Regions from separate parts of the Callithrix jacchus genome. Here region 1 is linked to region 2. Evidence: chromatin contacts called from public Hi-C data. All regions are on one chromosome and are shown on one strand. The core of a region is the stretch at or near the end of the contact, and the rest is flanking DNA. Distances in the headings are between cores, read along the strand shown.

Region 1 (2,700 bases), core at 152-2,651, 68 kb before region 2:
TCAGATGCTGCCCATGCCTGCTCATTGGAGTGAGAACATGGGAACGTTCTCGCCATACAGCCTGGGCCACATCCAATTAATCTGCACGTGCTTGCTGTCCTGTGAAGTACTGGCGGCTGACAACTGCTTCTGTCACCGTCCATCAGGGTGTGGTTTAATTAGGGACCACAGCCTCATCCCTGCTCCATGACGTGCACGTTCAGCACAAGTCCGCTTGTTCTGTGATCATCTGTGGGAGGAGAGGCACCATGCTGCTGGTGGAAATCCTCTTCCTAGCTCCACACAGACACTGTGGAGAGGGCCTGACTGATGACCTAAAAGGGCTGGGGGCTGGTCTTTCAGGGGCGGCAGCCTGGAGTGGGCCTGCTGGGTCCTGGGCTTCATGGGAGTCCAGTGCCCGCCACACTGAAGGTCGTGCTCCTGCATTTTAGACTGGGCTAGCGCCATCCGCGTCGCCGCTCTTGACTGCATGGAAGACAAGAACCAGGCCGTGTGCCATGACTACGACATCCACTTCTACCCCACCTTCCGGGTGAGTACCGTGGGGGCTCTGTTAAAATTTGCCACACTGTGGTGCCTGCGTTTTGGCTGCTCTGGCTTTTGCTGCCTGAAACTCAGCAGGATTTGAAGGAGCTGATGTTTGCGGGGGCAGCTCTCGTTCACCTTGTTGTGTGGTGGAAGTGTCTGTGGGACTGTCCATGCACACATAGCCCTGCTCACATGGAGGGTGCGTGAAAAGACCCCTGCAGCCTGCACAGCCCTAGGGCATGAGGACGCTGGGAGTGTGAGGGCTGGCACTCTGGCCTGAGGCCACACATGCGGTCTGTGTACCACGGGGCTCCTCGGTGGACCACACACACATACTCTCACACATGCACACTCACACGCACCCATATGCATTCACACATTGCTCATGCACTCACACACTCACACCGGCCACGCACACACGGCCTCTGTGTTCCTGAGCTGAGGTCAGCCTACATATGACGCTGTGCCTATTGCTCCCACTAGGGGGCAGAGGTGCCTGTGACCTTGTCATGGCCGGTGCAGAGCTCACATGTACACACTGGCACCGCCACCTCCTGTACACCTGGATACGGACATCTCCAGGAATGTGGTGCCTTGGGCCCACTTCGCAGGAAGCTTTGTGACCCGTCCTTCTCAGCCCTGGCACCCTGCTGTGTGGTGTGGTGTCACGTCACAGTGGCTTCCTTGCTTCCTGGGCTACTGTTTTCACTGTGCTGGTAGCGCCTGTGGTCCTGCCCCGACAGGTGGCACGCTGGGCTGCCCAGTGTCAGCCCCACCCCAGGGCCTCTCGGGGCCTGTGAGGCACACTTGCTTGCCTGCCCCCAGCGTGTGATCACATCAGAATGGCTTCCTATTTTGTTTTAGCTTCAGACACAGGCCACACTGCTGTGTGGAAGCTTCTGGGCCTTCTTTCCGTTACTTAAGGGGATGTCCGTATCCACCATGATGCCCATTGGCTGATTGGATGGGATTGTCCGGTGGCGTCACTCTGAGGACCAGAACCCCTCGTTGCCAGGCGCATGGGCTTTTCCAAGCTTTGGTGGCTTTGAACTGCCCTGCTGTGTGCATTCCCCGGGTGTGGGAAGAGCTGAGGCTGGAAGAGAACCCCTGGGCCTCGCGCCAGGCCTGTGCTCGCCCACAGAACAGAAGCACTGGCGACTTTGTTTACATTTCCCCGGCGGCCGTGGTGCCTGCACAGCTGGCTTTGTGGGCCATGGGTGTCACTGTGTGAAGTGTCCGTTCATGTGGGTGTCACCGTGTGAAGTGTCCGTGCATGTGGGTGTCACCGTGGGAAGTGTCCATGCCTGTGGGTGCCACTGTGGGGAGTGTCTGTGCCTGTCATCTCTCTGTTTCCCTCTTGGTTCGAGTGTGCTTCTCTTACTGATTTCATCCCCGCCCATCCTGTAACCTTGTCTTGTCATTGTCTGTAATGTGCCTTTGATGCAGAAGGTTTTTAATTTTAACACAAGAACCCTTTTCATCCACTCAGAGGTACTGCATGGTGTCTCCTCGTCCTGTAAATTCTTTGTGTCGTTGCAGCTGATGTTATAGCTCACCGTTAGGGACACACTCACTACCCAGTCCCAGAGAGCAGTGTCCTGTATGATTCCGGCCCAACTGAATTGTGTGACTTCTAGCCCTTCTGGGTCAGAAAATGTAAATGATGGGAATGCTGTTTGGAAATCAGCCCTTTCGTAAATCTGATAGGAAACGCTCATATGCACAGAGATGTGGAGAAAGAAGCCTGTGGTTTCATCAGTTTATGAAAACTTTCTGAAGGAAATTGAGTAAAGCTCTGAGGTGACAGTCACTTTGTTGCTTGGACAAATGTGCAGATGCCCAGGGGGCTGCCTCTTACTTGCTCTCTGTTTTTCCTCTTAGTATTTTAAAGCATTTACAAAGGAGTTTACAACGGGAGAAACTTTTAAAGGTAAGGACAAAAGCATTTATTTTAATTCCTGAGATTCCCCTCTGGAACCTGCTGAAGACACACGGTCCCAGAGCCTGGGGAGCTGCCAGCCGGGTCAGCACCTTTGCCTCTGCTGACCTTTCTCCCGGTTTTCTCTTAAGAGTTCAAACATTAATAGCTTCAAAGAGAAGTTTTCATGCTATGCTTTGCCTTGCCTGGCAAATATAGTAGTAAAAACTTTTTCAGAATGAATTTGTTCTTGT
Region 2 (2,700 bases), core at 176-2,675:
CCTAATTCCTCACAGACCTAGCCGCCAGCACAGGCCCATCCTGTGTGCTGGGCTCTACTCTAAGCCTCTGACATGGGACTGCTTGCTTCAACACACCACAGGGTAGCGGCTGCTGTTCATCCATTTCACAGATGAGCTGACTGCAGGAAGAGAAGCGAAGCTGGCAGGTGACAGAGCCTGCCCTGCCCTGGGCAGCACCTTTTATGGCAGTGTCTCTGCCACCTGCCAGGTGGCCTTTCCAGGAGGGGGCAGGCAGGGTGACCTTTCGCCCTCGCCCAAAGCTGAGACCAGCAGGGCAGCCGCTGGTACTGAGGGCAGGCCGGGACCCCAGGCTTCTTCTCATGCCAGGAGTCTCACCGCTGGGTGGACACACACACCCCAGCCCAGCCTCGAGTGCCATGGACAGCAAAGCCACTCACCAGCTTCGGGACATACTGGTTGCGGGCTCTGAGACTCAGTTTCCCTTCATGAAAAGTGAAGTCTTGGGCCTGTGATCAGCTCAGAGGGATCTCTGAGCTGTGTGCCCCTCTTCCCCTGACCCCTCCAGCCTCCGACATGGGTAACAGCCTGAGAGGTGGGTGCCGCCCAAGCAGCGACAGTGGGACCCTGGTCCTGGGAAGTGTCTGGGCTTCTTGGGAGGGTTGCAGAGCAGAGCTCTCCACCCTGCCCAGCCCTTCGAAGGAAGTGAATTCACTGGATGGTCAGGGTGAGCATCTACCAGGCCGAGGCCCAGCGACGAGTCTCGCCTGTGACCTGCCTGGGAGTTCCACCTCCTCAGCCCTCACTCTGCTGTGGTTGAGGGAGAAATCCACTCCTCTGGCCTCTATGGAGCCTCATTCTCCTTCCCAGCTCCTCCAGCCTTGGAGGAGCTGACCTCACTTCTGCTCAGCCATCCCTTCCTGACCACAGCCACACACTGAGCCCTGTTCCTGTCAGACTCTGACCCCCGACCCTGGCCGTCAATCTAAATTCCTATCTCAGACCAGGCCCCGATCCTCCTCACACACCAGGCCTGATCCTCCTCACTGACCAGGCCCTGATCCCCGACACAGACCAGGCCCCGATCCCCCTCACAGACCAGGCCCCAATCCCCCTCACAGACCAGGCCCCGATCCCCCTCACAGACCAGGCCCCGATCCCCCTCACAGACCAGGCCCCGATCCTCCTCACAGACCAGGCCCCGATCCCCCTCACAGACCAGGCCCCGATCCTCCTCACAGACCAGGCCCTGATCCCTGACACAGACCAGGCCTGGGACTCTCGGGGAATGGGGCTCTTCAGCTACCTCCACGGGACTAAGTCCCCTTTCTCCAGACTTCCAGTTTTCACATTTCAATCGTAACTTCAGCTAAAACCAGCGGTGGGACAGACGCTGACGGGAAGTGACATGGAGCTGCCACACAGTGCTCCCAGAGACGCTTTCCGGCAGCTCCTCTGCACGGAGCCCTGTGGGCGGCGGCAGCACTGCAATCTATTCTGAGTTTGCAAGTGGAAATTAAATTCCATGTAGCCGAAATGAGCGTCCGCTTCAATCAGCCTGAAGCCTGTCCTCCCATCCCCCACCGCCCTCCTTGGCAGTATCTTTTAAATATGCAAATGGAGACACCTTGCTAAATGGTCAGCAGGATTGATCCTGCTGTTTTCATCAAGGAAATAAAATTAAAACGGAATAGGGTGGCTACTGGGCTGCCCAGAGCGCTCCCCAAGGGCCTGTGCCCTTCAGCTGCTTGGGTATTCTCCGGACAGACAGACAGACGCTCTCCAGGCCCCGACCCCACTCCTCAGGGGACCCCCTCAGGGGACCTCGCTGACCTTGAGAACTTCCAGAGGGCGCATAAAGGTGGGGCTGCTGCTGGCAGGGGGCTTGGGCACCTGCCTCGGGACCCCAGCTGGGTCTGATCCCACAAGAGCCAAGTGGTGGGGTCCCAGCTGTGCCTGTGCCCCCCCACACCCTGTTTGTTCCTGCCCTGTCCCCTCTCTGAGCTGTTGTTTCTTCAGCAATAAGGTCAGGGCTCCCCAGATCCGAGTCCCCCAGCGTGGCCTGTGGCCCCCCGGGCTGGAGATTGTGATCACAACTCAGGCCCCAGCCCCTGGCAGGCCCCAGAGTCAGGATGGGGGGTGCTGGGGGCCAGCCTGCTTCCTCTTCTGGGGGTTTGATGCACAATCCCTGAAAGCCGCAAATTTCTAACACATTTCTTCATTCACTCGGTCATTCATTCAGTCGCTCATTCACCCTGCAGATGTCTGGTGCACTGGGTCCTGAAGACACAGATAAGATGGACTCAGCCTCCCAGGGTGCTCACAGCCCTGCTAGTCAGACCAACTTTCCACCAGGGCCCTGGGAGAGGGAGGGGCTTGCAGGCTTAAGGGAATGGCTCCAGCATAGTGGGACCTCAGGCTTGGGAGCAGGGGGCTGGAGGGACCTGTGGCTGAACCTCGTCTCAGGGCCCCAACCCCAGGCCTGCAGAGAGGGCCGACTCCTGTCTGTCCCAGAGAGCCTGGTGGCAGCTGCCTCCCAGAAAGCAGAGGCCTGTTTCCAGGGTGAAGGTGGCCAGAGACGGGTCCAAAGACCTCCAAGGCCATGGTCACCTGTCCAGAGCTGTCTCGGTGCCACACTCTGCTCAGGCCACCCCGGAGGAGGGACAGGTCTGGCCCAGACCCACCCTGGGGACCCATGGCCCACAGGGTCACAGGCCTGGC

Evidence for each region. A called contact is a pair of places that touch in the nucleus more often than the background predicts.
Region 1: a contact with region 2 is called in a Hi-C map of induced pluripotent stem cells, with 1.8 times the contacts expected there. The contact joins two enhancer-like sites. A contact is called at or near these places in 2 of 3 Hi-C or Micro-C datasets (induced pluripotent stem cells and skeletal muscle).

The regions. Positions count from the first base shown.
Region 1 is chr1:184,708,887-184,711,586 of calJac240_pri, reverse strand. It overlaps QSOX2 (quiescin sulfhydryl oxidase 2), which reads left to right. Exons shown (of 12, transcript XM_035262824.3): 2 at 432-532; 3 at 2,410-2,458. Among named protein-coding and RNA genes, the nearest start is that of QSOX2, 19 kb to the left of the region's middle. Within about 2 kb of position 1,401, at least 6 of the 16 cell types and tissues checked have an H3K27ac peak or open chromatin away from gene starts, as enhancers often do.
Region 2 is chr1:184,640,581-184,643,280 of calJac240_pri, reverse strand. No RefSeq gene overlaps it. Among named protein-coding and RNA genes, the nearest start is that of TMEM250, 32 kb to the right of the region's middle. Within about 2 kb of position 1,425, at least 2 of the 16 cell types and tissues checked have an H3K27ac peak or open chromatin away from gene starts, as enhancers often do.